2 separate regions of the Hordeum vulgare genome follow, and region 2 is linked to region 1. A link is a contact called in public Hi-C data. All regions are on one chromosome and are shown on one strand. The core of a region is the stretch at or near the end of the contact, and the rest is flanking DNA. Distances in the headings are between cores, read along the strand shown.

What was found. Hi-C and Micro-C count contacts between places; a contact is called where the count stands out from the background.
Region 2: a Hi-C map of leaf shows a contact between it and region 1, with 4 times the contacts expected there. The contact joins the promoter of LOC123424293 here to the enhancer-like site in region 1. A contact is called at or near these places in 1 of 6 Hi-C or Micro-C datasets (leaf) and 1 of 1 datasets of contacts at active chromatin or transcription factors (embryo).

Annotation. Positions count from the first base shown.
Region 1 is chr1H:62,757,865-62,764,591 of MorexV3_pseudomolecules_assembly, reverse strand. No RefSeq gene overlaps it. Among protein-coding and RNA genes, the nearest start is that of LOC123396629, 380 kb to the right of the region's middle. Within about 2 kb of position 3,256, at least 3 of the 3 cell types and tissues checked have open chromatin away from gene starts, as enhancers often do. A contact at or near this core is called in leaf, where this site is marked.
Region 2 is chr1H:63,551,345-63,558,071 of MorexV3_pseudomolecules_assembly, reverse strand. It overlaps LOC123424293 (glucose and ribitol dehydrogenase homolog), which reads left to right and starts at 3,497. Exons shown (of 3, transcript XM_045107949.1): 1 at 3,497-3,780; 2 at 3,877-4,618; 3 at 4,727-5,000. The coding sequence starts at 3,502. The coding sequence ends at 4,749. LOC123424309 (putative F-box/FBD/LRR-repeat protein At5g56810) reads right to left here and starts at 3,125. Exons shown (of 3, transcript XM_045107950.1): 1 at 1,913-3,125; 2 at 938-1,120. The coding sequence starts at 3,001.

The DNA.
Region 1 (6,727 bases), core at 2,007-4,506:
CCCTCTAGGGTTAAATCTTTGGAAAAATCGTGCCCACGGTTATGTGGTAACTTGAAAATTTTATAATATTCGATTATAGAAAACTTGAAGTAAACTCAACTAATATATACCAATCTTGTGTGTAACCGTGGTTGTCTCTTCTTATGAGGTTGAACGAAGAAGAGAACGTGGTGGGATTATGATTAAATCATAAGTAGGTGTTCACGATCACTTGTTGATCATTACTAGTTCACAATCATTTTTGCGTAGATCACTCCTCTTATTCTTGTACTTGTAAGTTAGTCAGATATCAAATGCTTAGTGCTTGCTACAACCTCATAACTTAAGTATTTCATACCCACTAAGCTTTGCTAGTCTTGTTGCCCTTGGTAATGAGATTGTTGAGTCCCCGTGGCTCACAGATTATTACAACAACAGATGTTAGTATAGGTAAAGCGATACTTTGACGTGAGAGGGTTGCATGTTCTGTTTGGATTTGGAGTTCTTCTTCTTCCTTGCCAATCATATGATGGGTTTTAGGTCGGCAGCCTGGGATTAGTAGGGTGGGTGTCGTCTCTTTTTCATTTATTTTCATTTGTAGCCGAATCATGCTCTTCTGTATGATGATTGCTATGTATTGATGTATTTGAGATATTCATGTTGCAGCTTGTGGCTAGTGTAACCCAACTCCTTATACTCATCTCTTCTTTACATGTATTTTGATGATATCCATTCTCGCGAAGCGATCCGAAATGCCCTGGAGCCGTCGCGAGGATAGTACCGCATTTTTGGCGTTACACACTACAAGGAACCTCACAATCTGAGATATGCTCAATCCACCTTACTTCAGTTTCTAATATAATATTAGTTCTATTTTTAGTTATTTTATATTTTTCTCCATGATTTAATTACCTTTCCTTACATTTATTTACTCCAAAAAATACTTCTCTTGCAACATTTATTTTTCTGTTCCATGTATAGTTGCAATTTTTTTGTTCCGTGTAGATGTGATGTTTTTCCAATCATCCAAATATTTTGTTCCGCATAGATGTGAGTTTTGTTCCTAGGATGCTAAATATCCATCTTCATGATTTCAATTTCATTCATTTGGTCCTCGTGCACACGAAGTTTGTTACTTGTGCCCAAAAACATTATTTCATTTGTAGTCGTGATGAATTCTTGTTCCACCCATCGTTACGATTGTTCTAATCCATGAGCGCATTAATTTTTTATTCCTCCCACTTCAACCTTTTGTTTTGTAGATGTGATTTGTGTTCCTTTGGCACTAACTTTTTGTGTCCCAGTTGTAGTCATGGTTTTGTTCCATTTTCTCTATGTATTTTGTACCTCGTGCAAATGAGGCTTGTTCCTTCGCTGCCAATTAGTGGTTCCACATAGTCTTTAAATTCTCTGTCCATGTGTGGTTGTGAATTCAAATTTTCCATTCTTGGGAAAAATACCTCTTCCATGTGTATTAATGTTTTGTTCCTCCTACTTGAATTTTTTATTCATAAGAATACAACGAAAAATAGGCCAAGGTCTTACAAGAGTTGGGCCTCTCGCCTCAACATTGAAGGATGATTTCTAACTGATGTCACCGCGTGTGCCATAATGTATGGACTTGAAATTTGAATGTTGAATCTTTGTAAATCCATACTTACAAATAAATTAAGGTGCATTTCTTAAATTTTAGGATTCATTCACCGACATATATTTTTGTTTTTATGAACTTTTACTATCCAAGATGGTAATATTTTTTGGTTCATGCTTGTTCAAATAATAACGACTTCGTTTTTCCATTGATCTCGAGAAAAAAAAATGATGTACGTGCAAAGAAAGCCGGCCCATATGTTTCAGGTCCGCCCATGCCTTTTCAACCGTCGTTTTGTCAACCCAGACACAAAAAATGAGAAAACAATATTCACGGTGAATCCTATTTAGCGCCACAGACATTGGTTATAGGCCATTTTACAAACCGACGCCTGCATCACCGCCCCCCCCCCCCCCCCCCCCCCACTCGTTGTGCTTTGGGCCGGACCATATATAGGTTCTCCCTTTTTCTATTTAAAACCAAAAATACTGCAGCACTCAGGTTTTTGACCCGCAACCTCTCCCCAATTAGCTTAGAGTAGCAACTACTAAGCTACATTATCCACTCGCATATATTTGCTTTTTTTGTACCTTTATTTGGTTTTTCTACTCATGTTTTTTCATGCATATTTTCTATACATTTTTATTTGGTTTTATGTTGTTTTCTTAAATACGTGGTTTTTTTTCTAATTCGCAAATTACATTTTCAAAGCGGATGAATATTTAGATTTTTTATGCACGTTTTCTTTTGATTGCTGAATTTCTTTTTTTGAAATTTATCAAAAACTAATGAAATTTTAATTTTCTCCCTCTTTAATTTAGCATTTTTTAAGAATTCATAAAAGCACGTATTTTTTCATTTTGCTATTTTTTCTAAATTGATGAGCTATTTTTAATTCTTGATTTTTTTTCCGAATTGGATGAACTTCTTTTCAAATTGATGAACTATTTTTTCATGTTTGATGTCATTTTTTTAAAATAATGAACTTTTTTCGAAATTAGACGAAAATTTTGCAAAATCGATAAACTTTTTGTAAAATACGTTAACTTATTAGAAGTTCGTGAACAATTTTTTAAGATGAACTTTTTTTTAACATTGATGAACTTTTTTCAGATTCGGTGAACTTTTTCCGCATTCGACGAAATTTTTCGAAATCAATGTTTATTTTACAAATTTGATGAACTTTTCTACAAGATCAACGAACTTTTTTCAAATATATTGAACTTGATTTAAATGGTTGATTCTTGAAATAAAATAATGATTTTTTTTCAAATTGATAGATTTTTTTTAAAAAAGTTGATGAACTTTCGTTCAAATAAATGATTTAGAAAAATATGAACTTTTCTTAAAATTCAATTAACCTAATAAAAATTGGATGTTCTTTTTCAAAATTCATGAACTTTTTTTAAATCTCAATTTGTTTCATTTTTTAGGATTTTATGATTTTATTTTTTCTTCTTTCTTATTAAAGTCAATGGTTGTTCAATCAATTGGTCAATTGCGAAAGTTCAGAACAGCATTGGGCCGAGCGATTGATTGCATTCACGATTCATTAGTTGAGCGTTCGCCACATGGGTCTGCCAATAATTTGACGGTTGTGAGCGCCAGCTACCTTAGTTGGCGCCACAAACGCCAACTAGGAGCTTTCCATATTGACCGCATTTTGCGGCGAATAAACGAAGCTAAGCACATCCCCAGGAGAACCTTTGGGCCGGCCCAGTTTCTGTTGTCACTAATTTTGGGTTCATTGTAAGAGGTTTCCTGAACCAGTTTTTTTATTTTTGCCCAGTTTTTGCCTTTTCCTTTTTTTCCTTTCTGTTTTTTTCTGTTTTTTATAACGTTATTTTATTTTATTAAACTAAGTTCTAGATTGAAAATTATTCTTGAAATTCAGCATATGTTCTTACTTTTATATAAATCTTATGAACTAAAAGTAATTGCCATTTTTGAAAAAAAAAATATGTAACTTCAAAAAAGGTTCGGGATTTTAAATAAATGTTTGATATTTTCAAACCATCTTCAGTGTTTTTGTAAAAATGTTATTTTTCTAAAGTTTTTAGTGTTTTCATTTTCATTTGTTTTCCTTTACCTTTTTTTTTTACATTTTCTAATTTTTGGTTTCAATTTAAAAAAATATTCTCGTGTTCATTATATATATTTAATTGTTCGTGCTTCAAAAAATTATATGGAAATGAAAAAAAATGTTCTTGCTTTCAAAAGGTGTTCATATTTTCAAAAAAGTTCGTGCTTCAATAATTTTTCTCGTATTCAAAAAATTACATGATTTTTCAAACATTGTTCATTTTTTCATAAATTAGTGACATTTTTCAACAAAAAAATCTGACTTTCACATTTTCATAAAAAAATATTCCTGTATTACGAAAAAAGTTTCTCTTTATGAAACAATTGCTCAGAAATTGAAAACTTGTCCAAATTTTGTTCGTGTATTGTGAAAACAATTATGATTGAAAATATTCTCAAATTTTTAAAAATGTTCTCGAAAAAATGATTGCTTTTTCAAAAGTGTTCCTGTTTTTAAAGGTTTGCATAATTTCAAAAAATGTTCCCAATTCAAAAAGTGTTACCAAATGTCGAAAAATGTTTTTTCACAAAATACATTGTAAATTTTTGAAATGCTTGTGTTTTTCAATTCGTTCATATATTATGTAATTGTTTATGTTTTCCAAAAATGTTCGTGTATTTTAGAAATTGTTCAGATTTTTTTTCCATTTTACCAATTCAAATCTTAAATTTTAAAAGCATCCGTTTTCCCAAAAATGTTTGCATTTTAGAAAATTATCAGAATTTGAAAATTTGTACTCCCTCCGTCCGGAAATACTTGTCCTAGAAGTAGATGTATCTAGACTTATTTTAGTTATAGATACATCCATTTTATATATTTTTAGGATAAGTATTTCCGGACGGAGGGAGTACCTGTTTTGAAACAAAAATAATAGTTCAACCATAGTTCACATATGCAAAAAATGTTTGTGTTTTTGAAAATTCATCGGAAAAAAGATGTCCATTTATAAATTTTGTTCGTAAAAACAAAAGTTGTTCAAGTTCTAGAAATTCAAACAAATTCAAAGCAGTAACTTGTTAGAAAAAAGAGAGAGAGAAACACAATAGAAAATAAAGAATAAGAGAAAAAAGGAAAAGGGAAAAAGGAAAAGAAGTTAATAAAAAGCAAAAAAGTGGGAAAAGAGAAGAATAAAAAACGAGCTGATTAAATGGGCCGGCCTAGTCACTTGTCTAGCACCCTTCATATGCGAATCGGTGGCAATTTGCCGCAACACGGCGGCACATAGGAGTTCCCCACAAAATTTAAAATTGCAAGCATACTCGGAGTCGAACCTTGATGTATGACATAGCGTATTTATCATGTATTCATGAAAACCGATGGTGTCAAAATATGTGCACTTGCGAGCGACCGAACATGGTGCGGATATGGGAGACCCATGCGCAATCGGACGTGTCCGCTACGTCGGGCATGTCCCATGCTGGCCCACCCGACCTTATATTTATTCGTCCCTATCCGTTTTTTGGACCAAACTCTCTCCAATCTACTCTACTTCACTCCGCCACCCAAGCTCCTGCCAGACGATCTCCAGCCTTCTTTGACATGCTAGAAGTGGATCTGACCCCGATTAGTGCGGATCCATCGACCAATGTGTGCTCCCGAATGGGTTGGAGGAGGCAACTGCCATCTGCATTATGTTGGGGGGACTGCACGCAACCGATGGCAACATCTGTGTGGCGTGGGTCGACTGCGTTGGCACAACGGGCGCTCGAATCCTCTGGGACTGGCTAATCGCGGTGCTCCTGGGAGCCTGTCAATCTTCCTTTCCCGTCGCCGTTCGCTAAAGTATGAGTGCACTACAACAGAGGAGGAAGACATCCGTGCCCACATTCAAAGGAGCGGGAGCGTTTTTCTGTTATAAAACCAAAAATACTACATCACTCAGTTTTCGAACGGCAACCTCGCTCCAATTAGCTTAGAGCAGCAACCACTAAGCTACGTTATCCACTCGCATATATTTGCTTTTTTATGTTCCTTTCATTTGGTTTTTCCGATCACATTTTTAAGCATAGTTTGTTTGTCATGTTTTGGATGTTTTTATTTGGTTTTTATGTCGTTTTCTTTAACAATCAATTTTGTTTCCTAATTGGTAAATTTTATTTTCAAAGCGGATGAATTTTTTCAATTTTTTTGAACGTTTTCTTATGATTGCAGATTTTTTTTTTCATTTTTTAGCACTTTTTTAAAAACTAATGATTTTTTATTTTTCTCTCTTTATTTCTACTCTTTTATAAGTGATAAATGCACGTACTTTGCAATTTCTCTATTTTAAATTTTTTGAACATTTTTCCGAATCTAATGAACTTCTTTTCAAATTGATGAATTATTTTTTCAAGTTTGATGAACTTTTTTCAAAATAATAAACTTTTTTTATATTGGATGAAACTTTTGCAAAATCGATGAACCTTTTTTCAAAACACATTAACTTTTAAAAAGTCCGTGATCCATTTTTTCAGATCAACATTTGTTCCAAACTGATGATTTTTTTTCTGATTTGGTGAACTTTTAAAAATTTGATGAACTTTTTTTAAATTACATGAATTTTTTTCATGTTTTGGTGAACTTTTTTTGAGTTTGATGAAAATTTTCAAAATCAATGTTTACTCCTACTACTGGTATGCCGCTAGCTAAGCTTGTAATTACTGTTGCTCCCAAAAGCTCATCTGACCCCAAGGTAGTATGTATCCCATAAAAGTGCCTATTACAATCTGGATTACCCAGATTGCAAGTATTCCATTCATTTTCATAATATTATGCTTCCTTCCGCGTGTGGAACATGTGTGAGCGGTCGTCAATTGTTTTTCAGATATATTTTTTTCAATGGATGATTCTAGAAAGATTTGATGAACATTTTTTCAAACTGATGTATTTTTTAAAAAAATGATGATTTTTTTCAAATGAATGAATACTTTAATTTTTTTTGTGAATTTTCCAAAATTTGTTTAACTATATAAAAATTGGATGATCTTTTTCGAAATCCATGTTTTTTTTAATCTCAGTTTGTTTCATTTTTTATGATTTTATGATTTTTGTTTTTCTTCTCCTTTATTAAATTCAATGGTTGACCCGTCAATTGA
Region 2 (6,727 bases), core at 2,248-4,747, 790 kb before region 1:
ACTACTCCGTGTGTAATCGAACCAAATTATCTGCTATGTTTGCTAAAATCTATCTATGTTGTTTGAATTCGGTCGATTTCGGTTGAATGATTGTAAATATGCTTGTCTGAATCGAAGCTCGCCAGGGTTGTCGTGCTTCATCGCCGAAGAAGAAGAGGGAGGATGCGCGCACAGGGGAAAACTATTTAACCGTAGTCGCCTCCATCTGGGTCCCACGCCGACGTGGATAAGCTGTGGGTCCCGCCCGGCTCCACCTAATCCTGACAGAGATTGTGCTTAAGGGCCATGTCGTGTCTGGGCTATTTGTGCGCAGAGAGATGTCGCAGCAGAGCTGTTCTTGCGAACGATGTCGCTTTGCAGCCAATTCGCAGGAAAAACGTCGCACATGAGCTATTGACCCCTTTACCTTTCCTATACCACCTCGCCCACCTCCGTCCCTAGTGGTCAGGGAGGGCGTATCATGGTGCACAGTACACCATGCCAAATTTTATTTTTCTTAATATTCTATGTATAACTTTGCAACACCCCAATTCTAAGTGAGAAACATGTATGGCTTATATTTGGGCACTGGCTCATTTCTGCTCAGGGTACGCCACTGCTGGCGACCTCCCCATCTTGCAACATCACCATCTCCTCCCTGTAAGAGCATCTCCAGCAGGGCCCCTAAATGGGATCCCTAAACAGTTTTTGGGGAGCTGGAAATGGGGTCTAACAGGGCCCCCAAAATGGGAAACCTATGATGTTACCAACACCTTGAGTAATATGCATTTTCTTTGGGAGATACATATGCCATATATTTGTCACATAATTTGGAGCAAAGCACCGGTATCAAATCAACACATAGAGTAGGGCAACTAGCAGTTAAAGCTTAGGCGTGCCAAGAAATAAATATGTGTACTAAGATATTATTAGATAAACAAAGTAAGGATAATATTACCACCGGATAGCCATGTGTGTCAAGAAGTTTAAGAGACAACTTTCTGACACCAACACACATGCTGAGGACATGGAATGAACTGGCTCCAAAGGAATGTCCATTTGCCACTATTTCCAGGGCCATGAATGCAATGTTTGGGTGTTTTGTAATGCCCTCCATCAAGTACTCATGGTTAGTAACTTCCTGCAGTGGAGCCATGGGAAGTCGCATAAAATGACATATATAAATGGAAAGGACACAAGCACCTTGTTTAGAAATTCAATAACAGACAACAAATGGTTCTTTTATGCTAGCAAGTCTGAGGTGATGAGCCATCATATGAATAACAAATATATTAGTGCAGTGGTGGAGGTCGTTTTTTTACGCTAGCAAGACCGACCTCATGTGCCATCTTAAATTACCAATATACTAGTGCAGCAGCAGTAGTTTGTAATCTCAACGCTAACTGATCAAAGGCAATAAAAATAACACTATCTCATGGGAATGAAGCTGCTAGGAAGGATAAAGGACGGAAAATGATCCTATGAGACCTGGTCTTTTCTATCATGAAATTAGACCCACCTTAGAATATGCCACGTGTCCACACCTATCTCAGCATACTGTTACTCTTTGTCTTCCCGATATCTCTAAACTGTACCACACAATACAGCAACTCTCCGTTAAGGAGCAGGATAGGCGAATGTGAGCCATGGCATGAGGCAGGGAACGTTTCATCCGAGTGAACGCCAAGATCTCAGTTCAACAATGAGGCCAAGACTACATGAGTTCTTGTCCAATTTACATCAAGTACTACGAGAGTTTTTGTCCAATTTACAAGTATATGACTACATGTGTGCTTGTGCAATTTACAATTATAGGACTACATGTGTGCTTGTCATTAGCATCCGGGAATGAACCAGGAAGGTCCATTCCATGACCACGGCACCACACTACTAGGAAAGTTGCAGTTTACTAGTATTGTGTAAGTGAACTCACCGGCAGATAGAAAAGTGTTAATTTGAGAATCCAGATAACCTCAAAGCGCCGTAGAAGCCTTGTACAATTACTATTGTACATCTTGTGCGACTCTTGTCCATATACAAAAAAAAGGTTGGTGCTCAGCCGTTCTAGATTTTCCATTTTAAGCTGGGTGTAGCTTGGATGATAATAATCCATCCACAGGAGGCATGTCAGCTGAGGGGCCAAGATGTTTGCAGACGGTTGATTACCTCTCGAACTATACGAAATGCAGGAGCTCACACTTAGAAATTGGAGTGCCGACGCCATAACAGTGAGCTGCTCCAAGCCACGCAGACTCATCAGCCTCGTTCGCAGTAGAGAGTCTGAACGAATGGTGAAGCTGCCCAGACCAAGGGGATTATCTGACCGAAGATCCCTCAGGTCTATTTCAAGGAGAGAATCGGAGTGGATTGCGAAGTTGCGCACACCCCAGGAATTATGAACGATGAGTCTCCGCAGGGATGGGCACCGTGGCCAGGAGACAGCGTCACCGAGCATTGACGGACCATGTAGCCGGACGCGATTCAGGAAGAGATTGGTGAGCCGGGCGAATACACCCGAAGACGGCACGGCGAGGCCGAGCCCGAGATGGCCTAGTTCGAGGCTGATTGACATGGCGTTCTCGAAGCAGGGCAGCTCGAATGCGCCTCCTTCGCCAGGCTCGTCCAACGAGGTGTTCTGCTCGGTGTTGATGAGAACCAGATGGCCGGAGAGGCGGCGCGCGGCAATTTGAAGCCAGGACACCATGGACTCCGGGGTGCCGTCAATGACGGCGACGTCGAGGAAGCGTAGGGCCGGCGCCTCATGGGCGGCGAGGGCGAGGCGTATGCGGTGGGGATCATTGTGGGGGAGAAAGTGGAGCTCCGGGAGCAGCGTCCAGAGGCGGCGCCAGCGGCGGGAGAGGACGCTGGTCCGCGCGGCGGCGGCGGCGTCGCGGACCAGGAGAAGGATGTTGATAAGGAGGTCGTCGGGAACCGCGCTGAGGCGGTCCTCGCTGCGGCCGTCGCCGCCGTCGGAACGCTTGGGTGGTCGCTTGGCGGCGATCTCCCCGTCGCGGTGCTCCATGGCGAAACGATCTAGTTGGAGATCTGGAAGCGGGGTGGGGTTGCCAACGCCATCGCCATGGCGGCCGATGGGGAGTGGGAAATCTGATTCCAAGGAGTGAGGAGTCGCCGCCGTTTCCCTTTTGGCGAGAGAGCGAGAGAGAGGAAGTTTGTGGCGTTGTGCTTGCGGGCTAGGTAAGAGAAATGGGCGGCCCACAAGTGTTATGATTGTGGGCTCTAGTGGGCTTCTAGGCCCGTTTACCATCAGGTCGGCCGGACCACAGGATCAACAATGGCGATCGATCGACTGTCTCATCGCCCAGAAACATGTAGCAGCAGCTTCACGCTAAGCGGCGTGCGGTGCAGCTCGGATTACACTCGGTCACTCGGACACGAGCGGTGTCACCACGTGGCGGCGACAGCTGCGAGACTCGTGCCACGTCCGTCGCCACGCGCCATGCCCGCGCTGCTTCGTTGCACCTTTATATCGGCCCCTTGCCACCCAGTGCCTTCCACCGTGCCATGAGCGCACTCCTCGCAACACCCACCAGAGCCCAGCCGTTTCTCCTTCTTCTTCACCGTCTCCGACCGAATCAGCTGCGTCCCCTCCCCACCACCAGAGCGCTAGCTTCGTTCGCCGCGTCGTCGCCAAGAGCACCGCCCGCTCGCCGGGGGACCAGAGCAATGGCGTCGCAGAAGTTCCCGCCGCAGCAGCAGGACTGCCAGCCCGGCAAGGAGCACGCCATGGACCCCCGCCCCGAGGCCATCATCAAGAACTACAAGTCGGCCAACAAGCTCCAGGTAAATCGGTTTTATTTACCACTGCTTGTCGATGGCCTTCCGTGCGTTCAGCTGCGGTTTGATTGATATGCGTGTTGATGTTGGGTGCGCGTGCAGGGCAAGGTGGCGCTGGTGACCGGCGGCGACTCGGGCATCGGGCGCGCGGTGTGCCTGTGCCTCGCGCTGGAGGGCGCGACGGTGAACTTCACGTACGTGAAGGGGCACGAGGACAAGGACGCGGAGGAGACCCTGCAGGCGCTCCGCGACATCAAGTCCCGCACCGGCGCCGGCGAGCCCAAGGCGCTCTCGGGCGACCTCGGGTACGAGGAGAACTGCCGCAGGGTGGTGGAGGAGGTGGCCAACGCGCACGGCGGCCGCGTGGACATCCTCGTGAACAACGCGGCCGAGCAGTACGTCCGCCCCTGCATCACCGAGATCACCGAGCAGGACCTGGAGCGCGTGTTCCGCACCAACATCTTCTCCTACTTCCTCATGACCAAGTTCGCCGTGAAGCACATGGGGCCCGGGTCCAGCATCATCAACACCACCTCCGTGAACGCGTACAAGGGCAACGCGACGCTGCTGGACTACACGGCCACCAAGGGCGCCATCGTGGCCTTCACCCGCGCGCTGTCGATGCAGCTGGCGGAGAAGGGGATCCGCGTCAACGGCGTGGCGCCGGGGCCCATCTGGACGCCCCTCATCCCGGCCTCCTTCCCGGAGGAGAAGGTGAAGCAGTTCGGGTCCGAGGTGCCCATGAAGCGCGCCGGGCAGCCCAGCGAGGTCGCGCCCAGCTTCGTCTTCCTTGCCAGCGAGCAGGACTCCTCCTACATCTCCGGCCAGATCCTCCACCCCAACGGTAAACCCTTCACCAGCACGTCGTTGGTTCTTCCCATCTTGGCCATGAAATTCATTGCAGCTAGGATCAATGTTAATCAATTGTTTTTTGCGTGTTAACGGGTTGCAGGTGGTACCATCGTCAATAGCTAGATCGAGGTTGGAGAAGCTCGGGAAGAACAGGGTGAAGTGTGCCCGTGGTGTGCGAGTCTGTAGTACGAGCAAGTGTGGCGTGTTAGTCTCGGAGTCAGCTGGTAGTGTTTTGTGTGGCAGTAGTACCGTTGTGTGTTCGGTAGGGACTTTTGGCGCTGGAGCCACGAGGGCAAGCGTCAAACGTTAAATAAAATAATGTAACGTGCATGCATTGCAAGTTGAACTATGGTCATACTCCCTCTATACCTAAATACAGAGACGAGCATGTGAAAGAACAATTTAATCGAACTCACTATTCTATTGATGACCAACAAATTTATTTATAAAGGGGAACAGGTGCCAGGGATGGGAGTCCCTAGAAAGAGCGGTTGCCAGGAGATGTTCCCGAACAAACGACGTGACGGTTTCCTGGAGAGGCTTCCGCACTGTGCGCTTCCTTACAACAAGGATTATCTCTAATTACAAAGTAATTAAATCCTAACACTCCCCTAATCCTTGATTGTTCTTGCAAATCATACTTTGGAATCATCTCCTTTAAAAACCCTGTGGAAAAAGTAAGAAATATATAATATGCCCTTCTGAAACCCAGTGAAAAAAATAAGGAAAAATATATCGTCCATGCTTGTATTGAAATTGCTTCATTGAAAACTTTGATCTTGTCTCACTAAAAACCTTAGGAGAAAAACCATCTGAAAAATCTCACAAAGAAAAAGAAAAAATAAGAAAAAAGATAATACAATATGTCAAGAAAAACTCCTTCTAAAATTCAATGGAAAAAATAACAAAGAAAAAGAAAAAATAAGAAAAAGGATATACAATATGTCATGGAAAACTCCTTCTAAAATCCAATGGAAAAAATAAGGAAAAAATGACATGTATCGTCCATGCTTGTATTGATATTGCTTCATTAAAAACCTTGTAAGAAATTCACAAAAGAAAAGAGTGCAGTACTAAAGAGGCAGGGAACTTTTTTTTTGCAAGAGTTTTTCATATAACCAATTCCACTTAAATTGCAGGAGTTTTTCATATAACCGATTCCACTTAAATTTTGAACAAAGTTTATCATTCTACTAAACCATATACATTTACATGAATAAAAACTGTAATTTTTTTTGCAGATTTTTTTTCCTGTTGTATTATATGTAAATTTCACAAGGATAGTACCTTGTACATCATTTGCGCCTAAAGTACTTGAGTACAAGACTATGCCCCGCTCTGTTATTTTGTCAAGAATCAAGTTAGAAAAGCATGATATTGAATATGTTTGTTATTTTTTTCAGTTTTTTAATGCTACAATAAAGCCATACATTAAGGAAATCAGCTTCGTCATGTTCGAGGTACAGCTCCTCCCCTTTCATACTAGATTTCATTTCCTTTGATCCCATTGCAGGCACCTGTACATATTATTAAAAAAAAGTATAAGCAGTGAATTGTTATTGAATAAACAAGAACTGTCTACATTGTTTATGCCAATTAGTGTAAGTGCATAGCCTGATATTTTTTCAGTCTTTTTATCTGATCATAGTCCTAAATCATATGTAATGATCATTTTAGTTCTAGAGTAAAAGGTCATAGCATCTCAAACTTCAAGTACAAGTAAAAGGTATTTATATACAATTCCAAATTTTATAAAATACAGTCATAGATCCATTGCTTTTCTTTAGGAGTAAATTTGTAAATATCATCATAGTTTCTGATTAGTGTACAATTTTTGTCAGTGCCAAAGTGTCTGAAAATACAGTCATAGCTTTCTGAAAATACAGCATTCCTAGCCTTTTCAAACATTTTTTCCTAAATCATTTCATATCTTCCTGAACATGTTCCCCCTAATCCTTTTTTCTTTTGATCATGTGTTGTAACCGTAGTTATGAATTTTAAAACTTGCAAGTAGTTTCTTTGTTCCTGTCTCCGTAGACTACTTGGTCCTAGTATTCTTCCTGGTTCTAGTGTTCTGTTTGTGACACCTAAGTACAGTTAT